Regions from separate parts of the Mus musculus genome. Here all the other regions are linked to region 3. A link is a contact called in public Hi-C and HiChIP or PLAC-seq data. All regions are on one chromosome and are shown on one strand. Each heading gives the region's core, a stretch centred on a gene start, on an enhancer-like site or on the middle of the called end of the contact. The rest is flanking DNA. Distances are from core to core; before and after follow the strand shown. Region 1 holds the start of Ninl (ninein-like). Region 2 holds the start of Apmap (adipocyte plasma membrane associated protein). Region 3 overlaps Pygb (brain glycogen phosphorylase).

The links. A called contact is a pair of places that touch in the nucleus more often than the background predicts. HiChIP or PLAC-seq counts read pairs in DNA pulled down with a chosen protein or histone mark.
Region 1: a contact with region 3 is called in a Hi-C map of neural progenitor cells, with 4 times the contacts expected there. The contact joins the promoter of Ninl here to the enhancer-like site in region 3. A contact is called at or near these places in 1 of 39 promoter capture datasets (embryonic stem cells), 6 of 15 datasets of contacts at CTCF or cohesin (embryonic stem cells, large pre-B cells, liver and 2 more), 106 of 484 Hi-C or Micro-C datasets (the 63-12 cell line, the AML12 cell line, B cells and 56 more), 17 of 115 datasets of contacts at active chromatin or transcription factors (the HPC-7 cell line, Th17 cells, astrocytes and 7 more) and 4 of 9 other capture datasets (adipose tissue, embryonic stem cells, liver and 1 more).
Region 2: a contact with region 3 is called in an H3K4me3 HiChIP or PLAC-seq map of stem cell-derived neural progenitor cells, with 28 read pairs. The contact joins the promoter of Apmap here to the enhancer-like site in region 3. A contact is called at or near these places in 14 of 39 promoter capture datasets (the 3T3-L1 cell line, the C10 cell line, the HPC-7 cell line and 9 more), 1 of 15 datasets of contacts at CTCF or cohesin (large pre-B cells), 33 of 484 Hi-C or Micro-C datasets (the AML12 cell line, B cells, the Ba/F3 cell line and 27 more), 10 of 115 datasets of contacts at active chromatin or transcription factors (astrocytes, a beta-TC-6 cell line, bone marrow-derived macrophages and 5 more) and 5 of 9 other capture datasets (adipose tissue, embryonic stem cells, liver and 2 more).

What each region holds. Positions count from the first base shown.
Region 1 is chr2:151,006,154-151,010,753 of GRCm38.p6, reverse strand. Ninl (ninein-like) reads left to right here and starts at 1,356. Exons shown (of 24, transcript NM_207204.2): 1 at 1,356-1,523.
Region 2 is chr2:150,604,935-150,609,880 of GRCm38.p6, reverse strand. It overlaps Apmap (adipocyte plasma membrane associated protein), which reads left to right and starts at 1,314. Exons shown (of 9, transcript NM_027977.3): 1 at 1,314-1,493. The coding sequence starts at 1,402.
Region 3 is chr2:150,806,245-150,811,227 of GRCm38.p6, reverse strand. Pygb (brain glycogen phosphorylase) reads right to left here. Exons shown (of 20, transcript NM_153781.1): 3 at 4,957-4,983; 4 at 2,328-2,431. Among named protein-coding and RNA genes, the nearest start is that of Pygb, 22 kb to the right of the region's middle. Within about 2 kb of position 2,552, at least 29 of the 459 cell types and tissues checked have an H3K27ac peak or open chromatin away from gene starts, as enhancers often do. A contact at or near this core is called in adipose tissue, astrocytes, neural progenitor cells and 3 more, where this site is marked.

The sequences.
Region 1 (4,600 bases), core at 107-2,606, 200 kb before region 3:
ACCCTGGGTTGAAATCTCTAAAACTCCAAGTCCATAGAAACCCTATTCCCCCTTCTTTATTCTTACCTCAGCTATTTGCTATAGGTCGGGGGGGGGGGGGGGATGGAGTAACATGCCCCGCCCCGCTCCTCTCTGGCTAGGAGCCACTGCTGTGATGGCTAATTTGGGTTGCTGGTTTGGCTGGATCAATTAGTTCATGTCCCTGCAAAAAGTGTCTTTCACATCTCCATTTCACAGATGAACAAAGTGAAGATCTCCCAGATTGTGTAACTGGGTGGCACAAAGTCCAACATCCAGTGAATGGCCCTGTGAATCTCATCATCTAACTCTAAGTTCATTCTCTAACAGTACATGGAAAACCCAGAGTATAAGGAGATTTAGAGAATATATAGTCTTTAAAAATATTTCTAAAACTTATTGTGTGAATGTGTGTGTGCATGATGCTTATATGTCTGTGTTCAGAACGGCATGTGTCTCAGTGTGTGTGTGTGTGTGTGTGTGTGTGTGTGTGTGTGTGTGTGTAGTCAGAGGAAAGCTCTGTGGAGTTGATTTTTCTAAGGTTTTTTTTTTTTAATTATATGTATGGGTGCTTTGCCTCTATGTATATCTATGCAACACATGCACTCTTGGTGTCTGAGGAGAAGTCAACACTGGATCCCTTGGAACTAGAGTTACAGATAATTGTGAGCTGCCCTGTGGGTGCTCAGAATTGAACATGGGTCCTCAGGAAGAACAGCCAGTGTTCTTCACTGCTGAGCCATTTCTCCAGCACCTCCTATCACCTTTACATGTGTTCTGGGATTGAATTTAGGTCATCAGGCTAGCAAGGCAAGTGCTTTTACAAACTGAGCCATCTCCCTGGTCCTGATAAAATACACTCTGCACAGTGGCGACTATGGCATACCACACTTTGGGAACCTCAGGTTATAATCTAGAGGGAAGCAGGGCCCTGGTTATATGCCCCACAGCTACACCTCTGCCACAGGGTGTAGGCATGTCATGTCCATCACTGGTTGGGGCAAGTTATGACACATGAAAAGGGATACAGCCCAAGTATATGGTTCATCAGAGTACAGTATGGGCTTTTTACTGGTTCCTGGCTGCCTACCACTCTGTGGAATTCTTCCACTTGAAAGTACTTGAGTCTCTTATTTTTTAGTTTAGTTGTTGTTAGTTTTTTGTTTGTTTGTTTGTTTTTAACACCCTGTCTCCCAGAGCCTTGAAGTCATCCTGCATCCTCCTCTTCCATACCAGCTAGGCCCCTGGCCCAGCTCCGCCTGCCTCCTCGCCCCGCCCGTCCAAGCCCCGCCCCCAAGGAGCCCCGCCCCTTCCCTGGGGAGGCCCCGCGAGAACGAGGGGGCGGCGCCCAGAGGCCTTGGGAGCCCAGGGGAGCGCGGCCGGCAGACACAAAGAGCGGCCGAGGGACGCGCGCTGGGGTGTCCTACCCGGCTCGCTTTGCACCGGGCTGCCGGAGCCCGCATCCTGAACTCAGCGTTCAGAGAGCCGAGCCTCCCACTCCCCAGGTGAGTAGGGCGTGGGAGAGGGCTGAGGGGAGGGGAGCCGAGCCGAGCGGAGCCGAGGGGGGCCGAGCTGGGCCGAGGAGGGCCGAGCCGGGCCGAAGGGATCCGCATCCTCGTGCAGCGGCCGGTACACAGCGGAGCCGATGCTTGCGATGCAGGCGCGCGCTCAGAAAGCCACACCAGAGTCTCACTGCTCTGCGGCGCACTCGGACCGGGAACGGTGGTCCGCACCGAACTCAGCGTGCTAGTGGGGTGCAGCTGCCGCCCCAAATTTTGACGTACTCAGAGAGCGGGATGCCTGGGCCCGCCGTGCTTCCCGCCTTCGTCCTCTTTTGACGAGGGGAACCGGATCGGGAGGCGACCCCAGCCTGTGTCTGAGCCCCCTTCTCAGTGCCCCTGGGAAAGCCAGGGACCATGCTTGATTGAGAGCACCTATTGGCGTTGTTGCCGCGCGTCGGTCCCTCCTGTGACTGGTGAAGTCGTCCTTGCGATCTCTGGTTGTATTATCAGTTTGCACTTAGTTGTTGAAAACTGGGACACCTCTCTCTGGGGCGGAGAAGCCTGTTGCTTCTGTGTCAAGGTCGTCCCTGCCTGCGCACCATTCTGCTACTTTGTTGTGCACTTGCGAGGCTGGTCCATCGGTAATTGAGAAGCAGTGACCTGGTGTTTGGGCTCTAGCTGTCTCAGGCAACAAATTGCACGATGGGAGACCAACTTAAAGTTTCTTAAATACCTAAATTGTCAGGCGCTCTCTGTAGCTCGTTATATGGGGGTGGAAGAAAAGAGTGATGCCTTCTCTCTCCTCTACAACATTTAGCCGACTTTTAGAACCAGGAAGGAGGTCCAGAAATGGCCCTTGCAGAAGTTCACTTGATGCGCAAGGCAGGTAGCAGAGAGGGACCGTGAAGATGGTGTTTGCCTGAGATTTCCAGGTTCTTGACTATGGATTTACTGCTTTTAAAGCAGGGGTGTGTGGGAGAAAAGAAAAAGAGGGAAGAAGGTTGGTCAGTTTATGAACTACTGTGTGCAAGAACAGGCGCGAATGAGAAGGAACGTGCCTGTGGAGTTAGGGCAGTTAGGGCAGCAGCCAGCTTGCCTCTACTGTTCATTTTATGTTATCTGTTAGTGGCTTAGACGACTACAGATCAAACTAGTCTGTAGTCAGTTGCCAGACACTAATGTTTTGATGGAAGACAAACCACATATGTGAAGGTGGTCCTAATAGGAACTGAAAAATTCCCATTAGGGGTGTCATCCCTGTAACCTTGTAATGAATCTCTGATGTCAACAGTCTAATCTAGCTTTATAAGAGTTATTGCATCCCGTTAGGTGTAGTGCATGGTATTTACTCTTGGGGTTTCTGAGAATGGAGCCCATGGTCTCAGATATGCCAGCCTCCTGCTGAAGCACATCCCCAGCCCAGTAACAATAAGAAGGAGAAGCGTCTCTTACTTGTTTATGTAGAAGACTATGCTTCGGCCAGGGTCTTAGTGTTGCTATTTAGATTGCTTGCTGTAAGGCAATATGCTCTGCTATGCCAGCAGCAACCTCACGCATCTCACGTATATGGAGCTTGTTAACTGTGTTGCGAGGCCACTCAGGTGATAAACTCTTTCTAGGTTAGTATATGCGCACATGGTGATATGAGTGCAGTAACGGAATTGCTGAATGACACTTCATAGTGTGTATCCCCATCATTAGCAACACCCGTCTTCATAAGGTAAAGAAAAGTAGGAACTCTGTTACATAAAATGGAGATTCGGTAAGAATCGGAGGATACTGCGTCTTTTTTTCAGTGTGAGAAAGTAGTAAGCTTTCTCCAAAAACTGGAACTTCAGATAAGATGTAACAATACTGACTTAGAAAAAAAGAACACTCTATAAAGAAAAAGTTAGGATTTACCTTTTAAAAACTAATATAAGCTAATAGAAAATGGGCTTTTCTTGAACTCATTTTATGTTGCGATTTGAAGACATGCTAGGTCCATGCTAGGACATAATGGGCTGTGGTCATTTGCTGACAGCTAGGTATAAATTTCTTAGAATTTGCATCTTTAGGAATGGCAGCAGAATTCTCATGGTAAACTTTGGGGTTTGGATGTTATTTGATGGGTGGTCCTCTCTAAATTTTCAAGATAATCCATGTGACATTTGTGCCTCCTTCCTAAAGTGGATACCTGCCCTTGAGTAATGTCATGGCTAGGCAGCTGTTAGCTACCTCTCCTTTGCCTGGCTGAGTAACGATCCGAAAGCAGGATATAAAATTTGGGGCAGTGTGCTGGCCTCACACCTGAACTGGAAGATTCCTGGCCTGGAAGAGTTTCCTTTTGTATGCTTTGCTTTCTTACTTTTCTGCTTATCAGTAATTGAGTGTCCGTGACTCTGGGTTTGGGTTTAACTCAGTCCTTGGCTTCAATAATGAATTAGAAATTCAGGCTCCGTGCCAGAAATTTTGTTACTCACAGCAGGAGGCCAAAACTTTGGATTGGACTCTCCCTGGAGCTGTTGGAAGGTGACCTCAGTAGCAGGCTTGGCTCCTCCAACCCCCATCCTCCTGGGTGACCCTGAGCCTACTGGATTCTGACAGTTCTGTTTGAACCAACAGAGGTCTTTAAGGAACTGATGAGCCGTGTGGAGTAAATCTCCGTTCATGGATCCTATGTCTAGCACGGCACTTCCCCTTGTCTCTAGTAAGATTTAAGTGATGGAGAGAGCACATGAGGCTTCTTGTTTCCCAAAGGCTGGATGGAGCATGCTCTCCCTTTCCTGCAAGTCATGTTTTATTTCTGGAAGAAACCAGAGCCCTACACATAATTTTGATTGCTCAAGTTTGGAAAAAATGTTGGCATGTATTGCAGGGAATTTTGTGTGTGTGTGTGTGCATTGTTTTGTATCTCTTTAGAGAAAAGCAGTGTTTTCTTTTTTTGTGTGTTGTGATATCCCAGTTACCTTATCTGGGTCTGCTTCATGTAGTAAGTAATGGTTTTGGTGTGTTGGAGTTTCCCTGAGGGGATAGCTGTCTATTAGGGAAATCAAAAAGCTCTGGGTTTTTAAGTCTCAAAGAGTTTTACACATGCAGAT
Region 2 (4,946 bases), core at 65-2,564, 200 kb after region 3:
TCCGGGTTGTTTTGGCCCATGTGTTTCACACTGGGCATAGGATACGCATAATCCATGTAACAGGCACTGGATGTAACTGGCTACTTGTGACAGCTCAGGAATGTTCACAGAGCCTCCCACAGACGGGGATACTCTGGAGAGTTAATGAGAGATTTTCAGCAATGACTCTTGAGATGGATTCTGGATGATAAAAGTGGTTTAGGTGGAGGTAGAAAAAAAAACGTATCACAAGGAAACAAGGAGTAACATGACAAAGTCAGAGACATGCAATCAGAAGGGGAAGCCATTCAGGTCTCCAGGTAGGCGCCAGACCCACACAGCAGTTGTTACAATTACCCACGATATTATCTTTATAATGTCTGTCTTCAATGATGGAATCAAGTACCATGTTGCCAAGCCTTGGATTATATATAACCTGAGATCCCTACAGAACTGTGTTAAGAAATCTCCACTTCCCTCAAGCGAGAGGAAAAAGAACATTGAGGTGGCATTCTATCGCCATCTAGTGCCGAAAAGATAATGGCATGTTTGCTTCTGTAAAATCCCAAGTGAGGTACAAAATCCAGCACCTATATCCTAGAGATCCTTCCCAATGCCCTACTTGGTTATTGCTGCCTGAAATTCTCCTGTCCGCCCTTTCTCTTCCAATCCTACCCCCACATTCCTTCACCGGCTAAATGCTTCCACTAGACCAAGTTTCTCTCTTTAAAATCACCACTGTATTAAAATTTACATGTATTGAAGTCATGGCTCTCATTAGTTCCAGAAAGGAGGGATTTGCCTGCAGTCTGCTCACTTCACCTCCTGGAGTATGTCCGACTCGCTGTAATACCGTGGAAGCACTACCTGGTGGTTGCTTCATGATTCCTAAAGTTTTGCTATTAGCAGTCTTTTCTACTTGGGCCTGTCTTTAGGTAACTCCCTTTAGAAAATTTATCAAATGTCTATTGTATAACCACTTGACGATCTAGCAGTCAAAATCTGATCTTAACCAAAAGGACACATTTTGAACTTTAGCGGAATCTTTTCAGAAAAGATAACAGTTCAGGCGGGGATTACTGCATTGAACACATTTCGTTAAGAATCAGTGGCATCTTCTCTTTGCAAGCTTGTTACTGCAGACTTCACCGCCCAGCACTCGGACTTGAGGAAGACCCGCTACAGCCTCACTATCCAGACTCGGCTCACTGAGGGAGGGACCCCCTCACCATTTGCCTGCAGCTGTAGGCTGGGGCCAGGGGGTGGAGCCTTACTGCTGTGCCAATCTCCAAAAGGGGGCGGGGCCTGCATTGCAGCTCCGGCGCTAAGTTTACGTCATTTCCTCGCGCCAGGGAGTAGTTCTGAAACCCGCGTTGCTGAGTGTCAAGGCGCTGTTGGAGGTGTCAGTGGAGAGGCGGCAGAATGAGCGAAGCGGACGGGCTGCGGCAGCGTCGGCCCCTGCGGCCGCAGGTCGTCACGGACGATGGCCAGGTCCCGGAGGTCAAGGAGGGCAGGTAGGCAGGACCTGGGCTGGGATCATCCCACGGGAGAGAACCCTCCTCATTATCCCGGCTTGGACCCAGGAGCCGGGTTCGGGCTGACAGGACAATCTGCGGGGCGAGGCCTTGCGTGGACCTGGTTGTCCTCCCTCACGCTGCTGTGGACCTTTTCTGTCCCTTCTTGCCACCCAGCCGCTGGAGCCAACGCCTTTTGCCTTTCTTTAGTTGCACGCATCTTCCCGACTTGTCCTTGTTGGAACCTCTGATACTCCTGGGACAGCCACCTGACCACTGCCGTCAGCCGATTCTTTCGCGTTCCTTGTTATTCACTTTCCTTAAAGAGAAGTCAGAAAAGATGCTGGGTTTCCTTTCTGCGAAGGTCCTCCTCCTGCATCTATTGACGCCGCGCAGTCTGTACTCCTCAGCGTGGAGTAGAGAACCGACTGACATTGTTGGCAGTGTTTCTGAGAATTCGGCCTTGCAGGTTTTTGTAATAGGGACAGTAGTTACTGACAGTAAATCCTTAAAAAGAAAAATTTTTTTTGGGCCCCAGTCTTTCTGACTTTCAAAATGCACTATTAGCCCACATATGAAGCATGCTCCTTAAACCGTACTAGAAGACATTTAAAATTGACTTTTCAACTTGGTGACCAGAATTTTGTACTTTGAATATCTAGATCAGCCTCAAAGTTGTGGAATTAACTTATATGATAGAAATATTAGAAATATTTCTTTGGTCACCAGCAATGTGATGAAGGGATGTGGTGCATACTAGATGAGAGACAGTTTTTGCTTCTGATGATCGGTTTGACTAATGGTAATAAGATAAACATACAAACATGTTTTGGCTTTGGAAAGAGGAGTTTGTAAAAGAACAGGAAGGTACTAACTAGTATGGATCTTGATTAGGGAGACCAGCCATCCTAGGTAGCCTTGAGATCTCATTAACTAGGACTCACCTTGCTAAATGTGGGTAGATTATGACAAATTGCTCACCCTGCTTGTTGTGGGTATTGCTAATTAATTGCTAATGGTTGGTGAGTCTTTTAATGGATAAGCAAGGAGTGGCCAAACCTAACTGCAGGAACTAGGAGAACTAGGAAAGGGTGGAGCTGTGGAGAGCCCTATCTGGGCACTTGGAGAAGAAAAGTGTTTTGAAGCCTGGGTACCCGGGGACTCTTGATAGATTGGCCTGATATTTAGAACAGCTTCTGTGATACTTGTGACCCACAGGCAAAGGGGCATATTTATCTTTTTTTTTTAAGGTTCTCTGTTGGATTTCTTCCTTAATGACTACAAATTAGACACCAAACTGTCTCTTTCCATCTGATCTTTTCCAATGTCTTACATTTGTGCTTACACTGTTTTGACTTTGCCATTTGTAAACATATTTGCTGTTTGTCAACATGTTTGTTATTTTATCTTTAGTGATCTGTAATGGTTGGGTTTTTTTGTTTGTTTGTTTGTTTGTTTTTTGTTTTTTGAGACAGGGTTTCCCTGTATAGCCCTGGCTGTCCTGGAACTCACTTTGTAGACCAGGCTGGCCTCGAACTCAGAAATTCGCCTGCCTCTGCCTCCCAAGTGCTGGGACTAAAGGCATGCACCACCACCGCCCGGTGAAATGGCTGCTTTTAAAGTGAGTTATAGCCACCTTTCTATACTTACAGTGATAACATTCCTGTTTGTCGTTTTCAGCAGTTCTCCTGTATTTTTTTTCTTGTAGTCATCTCTAATAGTTTGTCCAACTATCTTCTTGACTACTGTGAGGGTAGAGGATTGAATATGAATCAGGAAAGTTTTGTGAAGAAATCTGAAAGTTGGGAGTTCAGAGGTTGGACATTTACCTAATACATCCAAGGTCCTGGACTTGATTTTCAGTGTAGAAAATTAAAGAAAAAGAAAGCATGGAATCTGAAAAAAGTATAAACAAACAATGTTAGAATAAATTTTAGACTTGCTAAAACTTGCAAACCTAACACAAAATCTTAAACTGACTTAAAACATTACTAGATTTCTCTCTCTCTTTCTCTCTCTCTCCCTCCCTCCCTTCCTTCCTAAATATTGTTGCACAGTAGAGTGTGAATTTTGTAGATGATAACAGGAGGTTGCAGTATCAAAAATCTTAGACACACCTCAGAATGGATTGATTATCAGAATAAAAGAAGAAAAACAGATTTTAATAGAGGAAGGAACATTTTGCAATACTTTGGAAAGTTTCCTGACTTGCAGGAACAGCAACATTCACGTTGACAGGGTTATTGAGGTCTCTGAGAGTGAATGACGTTACAGACTTGGAGGATGAGGTGAGAGTGAGTGAAGGACAGACCTGGCTGCTGGACTGTCATTCAGAAGCATCTTTCAGAATTGTGCTGTGAGAGTGAGTCTTGGGGTTAAAGCTTCAGAGTGAGCTACACAGCAGATTTGATTGTTGAATCCTTGTAGTCAGTGTGGAGCACAGACGAGTGGGGCATTTTAACATGCCACCGCCTGTTAGAGTCACTGTTTGACAGGGGTTTCTCAAATACTTCAGGAACTTTATTGAAAGAGCAATCCTTACACTGTGAGACTGTCTTTTGAAACACCCTTCTGTTTAGAAAGTTTGCTTTAGTTTTTAAGTATATGTAAGTGTTCAGGAGTGAAAGATGCACTGAGATTTAACAACAGTGTTTAGTGAGTTTCTGGAGGTCTAAGTTCAATTTTCAAATTTTCCAATCTAAGATGGAGATAAGAGAGTTAGGATTATAGTGTTTACATCTCAGCACTGTCTACGTGTGTCTTCAAATGGGTCTTTTTGTTTTTGTTTTTGTGTTGTTTTTCGACACAGGGTTTCTCTGTGTAGTCCTGGCTGTCCTGGAACTCACTTTATAGACCAGTCTGGCCCCCGAACTCAGAAATCCACTTGTCTCTGCCTCTCAAATGCTGGGATTAAAGGCGTACGCCACCACCACTTGCTTTTCTGTAACTGCTCAATTAAGACACTAAATTTTTACTCTTTTTAGAGAAAAATGATTCTAAGAGAAAAGAATGTGAAAAATGAGCAGATTCGAGGTTCAGTTTCTTTGAAAGATGAGACTTGTTGCTCTTTGGCCTTCATGCTTCCTAGGTTGCTTGTTACAGTGTGGATTTGGAGCCAATAGATTTTTTTTTTTCTGTAGAGTTCACAGTTCATTCTTGAATTCTTGATGTCTTTTTTATCTCATTCAAGGCTTTGTGGCTCTTGAAGGCCCTGTGGTCTGGTGTTCAAATACAGGGAGAGTTGAAGAATACCCTTCAAAATTGGCTGTTGAAATGGCAGAAGATTTTGTAAGTGGTGGCTTTTGTCGACACAGTTGTCAGAACAGGTTGCATCACTGTGACTTGCCCTTTCCCAGAGAGACTGCAGGCAATTCAGGGTGTCATATTCTCAAGGGAGAAAGCATTGCTCTAGGCTCTTCTTAAGAAAGTTGGACAAATAAGTTGGCTGTTCAG
Region 3 (4,983 bases), core at 1,303-3,802:
CTCAGTAAGGATGAGCCAATACCAGCAATGCCTACAAGATAACCCTGCCCTTGACCTGGGCATGCAAAATGCAGAGATTATACAGTGCCTAGCTCCAAAAACCCAGTCAACGTCAGGCCACATGCACTACTAAAGTCACAAAGTCCTATACAATTCAGAAAAAGACACTTAAATAAAAAGACACTAAAAACCACCCAAATGAAGGACTGATAGCCTTGCACCATGAGTAAATCTTAACACACACACACACACACACACACACACACACACACACACACAATGAATGACTACATTTATAGAAAATGTCCAGAACAATCCCAGGACAGAGACAGCAGAAGACAGAAGGTTAACAACTGTCAAACACTAATCACGATGGAAAAGGGGACAGTGCTCTGGAGATAGTCAGGGTGTTTCCCAACTGTGAACCCGCCAAGAATGACGTCACACCTCCACAGGGCTGCTATTAAGGTGGAAGCGGGGTTGGGGAGGCAGCCACAGTTAAACACTTGAAGAGCAAGCACGGGGACTGGAGTTCAGATCCCCAGAATCCACAAAAAGCATGGATGGCCAGGATAGATTACTTGTATGCACACACACAAATGAATTTGTACCTACACAATGTCAAAAACCATAAATACACATATTCATAGTGCGTCCACATGTGCGCACACACACACACCCCACAGTAGAAAATGGGGAAAATGGAGCTCACAATCCCACGGTGCAGAGTTAGGCATGGTGGAACATTCCTGTAATTATTGTACTTGGAAGTAGAGACAGGAAAATGAGAAATTCAAAGTGAGCTCAGATTCTAGCGAGTTAGAGGCCAGCTTGAGCTATATGAGGCCTTGTCTGAAAAAAAAAGCAAGCCCTAAAGTCTCCGGGGACTGTCCTGGGAGGTATCCCACGGGAAGGCAGAGAACACATCTCTCTAGAGGATGCTGCCGTCTAGACAAGCCATACTCAAATCAGCCATTTCCCCAGACCCTGATCAGTGACTATGCAATACCCACTCCCACCAGCGATCTCAATGTCTGAGTGACACAGGTGGGTTTTCCTCAGAACTAAACAAACAGTCCCAACATGTTACTCTGAAGGGTTTGTTTGTTTGTTTGTTTGTTTGTTTTACTTTATTTTTCTTTGAGAGTCTCATATAGCTCAGGCTGACCTCGAACTCAATCTGTAGCTGAGGGTGACCTTGAACTCTTGATCTTTCTGTCTCCTCCTTTCAGGTTTTGGAATTTCAAGAGTCAGCCACCATTTCCACCTGATAAAGTGCAAGGGATTGCGCCTTGTGCGTGGCAGGCAAGTGCTCGACCAATGAGCTGCAACCTCCCTGATGGAATTGTTTTTTTAAATGGTTCTTTCACAGAAATAAGGAATCTCTATCTAGGGTGTGCAGGAAAGTGACACAGATCCAGTCGCTATCCATCTATCTCTTTAGTCCCAACAGGACGCCTCCGTACATGGTGATCAATCCTGCCTTTTGATACTATGGCAGCAGTCCCTGGTCTATCACTGAAACTTTTCAGTACCACGGCTGGTGTGTCCTATGGAATAATCCCAAAGACAGCTACAGAAGCAGCACCTTCCCAAACACAGGCAGCAGCAGGGCCACTCTTAGGCCAGGATCCTCAGTCCTCCCAGCAGAGAGCTCTGCAGCCCGCAGCCCGCAGCCCTGCACAGCCATGCCTGCACTTGTTGCTATAATCGCTGCCTCAGTGGTGCTGAAGGCAGAGGGTGGGCACTAAAGGGATAACAATTGCTTTTGTCCTAGTCTAGTCAAGGCTATTGTTTTGGGACAGGGTCTTCCTATGTAGACCTAGCTGGCTTAGGACTCAAAAAGTAAACCAGACTATCCTCAAAACCTGTGGCAATCCCCCTGCCTCTGGCCTCTTGGGAGGGCCAGAGTTACAGGCATGAGTCACCATACCCACCTTTGCTTTTCTAGTTATCCAATTGTCCCAGAGGATGAACCCCAACAGCAATATCCTTACCCCATGTACAATCCACCCCTGGACACCAGCACATGGTTTGTGGTGCCCTGCCTACCACTGTTGGTGGCCCCCTCTGGGGTCTCCAGAAGCTCAAATGAACCCGTGTATCTCCCCACATGATTTCCCTGTCACTACGTAGAAGCTATTTGCCAAGGACCCACACAGGACCAGCCTCTCCAGAGCTGACTGCTTCCTGCTGCCCTGTGCTGAGAACTAGCCAGCTCTCTCCATGAGTACAGAGCACACTCAGATGAGTTCACTCCAAGAGTTCACTCCCTTCCAAGTATGAACGAGGACTGGAAAACAACGGTCAAACCTAAAGTCACCCACCTGCCAGCCATTGACAATCTTTTGGTTGAAAATCCCAAATTCATATCGGATTCCATAGCCGTATGCAGCCAGACCCAGGGTGGCCATTGAATCAAGGAAGCAGGCTGAAAAAAAAATCAAATGACAAATCGCAACCCATTAACAGACTTGACTGGTAGACAGCAAGGTTCCACTGGGATTTGGCCAGGGAGTTGGCAGGGAGGGAGCCAGGGATAACCATAGCAACCTCGAGTTTCACAAAAGGGCACACTGGAGTCCTCCTTACCCAAGAGCAGGGTAAGAGTGAGGACTCCCAGAGATCATGGTCAAGTCCTTTCTTTGCCAACTTGCTCTGAAATGTGCACCCTCCATCTACAGCTCTGACAGCAGGGACTCATCTGAGCCTCTATTCGTGGGAATAAGCCACAGAAACCAGGCCAATGGCGTGCACTTCATGGCTCTGAATACTAAACACCCACACTCCACAGCCCCACTACGGTCTGCAACATTAGCGGGAGCAGCATGTCAGCAAATGGAGCTCTTGTTTTGTTCCGATCGAAACCTCTTGAGGGAGGCTGGAGGGGTGCTTCAGGGTTCAGTGGTTGAGAGCACTGGCTGTTCTTACAGAGAACCCAGGTTGACTTCCCATCACCCACAAGATGGCTTACAACTGTCCTTAATTCCACTTCCAGGGAAGCTGATGCCCTCCCTCTTCTGACCTCTGCAGGCACCAGACATGCATGCAGTGCACATGTATACATGTGATGCTGATAGAACACCCATATTCACAAAATTATTTTTCTTGAAAAATCAGTTTTAGGCTGGAGAGATGGCTCAGTGGTTTAAGAACACTGTCTGCCCATCCAGAGGTCCTGAGTTCAATTCCCAAGAACCACATGGTGGCTCACAGCCATCTGTAATGTGGAATCTGATGCCCTCTTCTGGTGTGTGTGAAGACAGTGACAGTGTACTTAAATAAATAAATAAGTCTTAGAAAAATCAGTTTAAAAAAAAAAACTTCCTGAGAAAGAAAGAAAATTGCAAGTGTTTTGAATAAAAATGCAGAAAGAAGCTGTGTTAAAATTTCTGACTTGGGCTGGGAATGATGGTTACACGCCTTTAATCCCAGGGGCACAGAAAGGTGGATCTTGGTGGATTTGAGGCCAGCCTAGTCTACATAGTGAGTTCCAGGCTAGCCAGCACCACACAGTAAGATCTTTTCTCAAAGTGGACAACCGGAAAAAAGGAAGGAGAAAGAAACCAGGGGCATAGTACGGAGGGTGCCACGGGGAACACTAGCAGGTAAAATACATGTCTGAGTCACCAAATGCAAACACCAGCAAGGGAGAGGAATGAGAGGCCTGGACGCCTGTGCTGGACTCGTTCTTCTGGGAAAGATACCGACCAATCAAGCCATCCTGAACCCACACCAGGCCAGAGAAGAGGCTGGCAGGGAGGAGGGCATCTGGGTCCAGGCCATGCAGGGCAGGTGACAAGGAAAGGTACCTGGCATCAAGGAACATGAAAACACCGTGGCGGGCACCAAGTCAGAGGCGGGCCACCCCGAGATCAGCGGTGGGCTCACCAGGCTGTTGCAAAGCTTATTAAAGAACACTCAGGAAGGAACACAGGCTCCGAGTCAACAGAGTAAGCACAAGGCAGGATAGTGACGGCCACATGTCATGGAGGGTTGGGCGAAGAGTAGCTGAAGAGTGAGTCCAAGACACCAAGCCTGGCCAGACCCGAAGCAGGGTGAGGTAGGCAGGACAAGTCATTTCTTTTTTCTTTGATTTTTCAAGTCAGGGTTTCTCAGTGTAACCAGCCCTGGCTGTCCCGGACTCCCTTTTTACACCAGGCTGGCCTCAAACTCAGAGATTTCCCTCCCCCAGTGCTGAGACTTCACCACTAGGCCTGGCTGCCAAGTCATTTCTTTATGTAGATTCAAGTAAAGTTTTATCTGAAAGAAACATGATGCTGTAGAAATCTCAAAGAATTTAGTTAACACGTGAAAAAACACACGCGTACATTTTAAAGCATGTCTCAGTTTATAAAATAGCAACTTCCAGAAAGGATACTGAACACTCACTCTCCCTCACCCCACCACGAAGCCAGATTGCTATTTCAGCTTCTATGGATTTTTGTTTGTTTGTTTGTTTGTTTGTTTGTTTGTTTTTAACCTAGCTTGTACAGCCCCTAAAAGTCTGTAAAATATTCAAAGAAGTAAATGTCACTTGGGCATGCTCTCAAATGTGATAGCCACACAAAGCAACATGGCCCAATGTTTGGCCCTATTCTAACAAAAGCCATCAGCTTACTGGCTGGGAGCAATAGCCTCACTGGGCATGGGCACTACTACCAAAGCACTGGCTTTTGAATCCTAAGTGTTAGGGGGATGGGTGGGGGAGCCATGGGAACCTTCTTGGCACCACTGACCCAAAGCTGACAAACATGGCTGGAAGAAAATGTACATTTTCCTTTTTTTTTCTCTCTCTCTCTCTAATGATGACAAAGATTTTGACACAAACACGTTTGCCCACGTGTCTGAGGGAGGCCATATCTCTGAGAGAGATAGGTGGGTGTCAGAAGCACATGTGACACTGGCCTTTTCCTGTGATCTCCCACCAAGTCAACAGGATGCAGAGCAGCTTACCTGCCAGGCGCCCCAGGCCGCCATTCC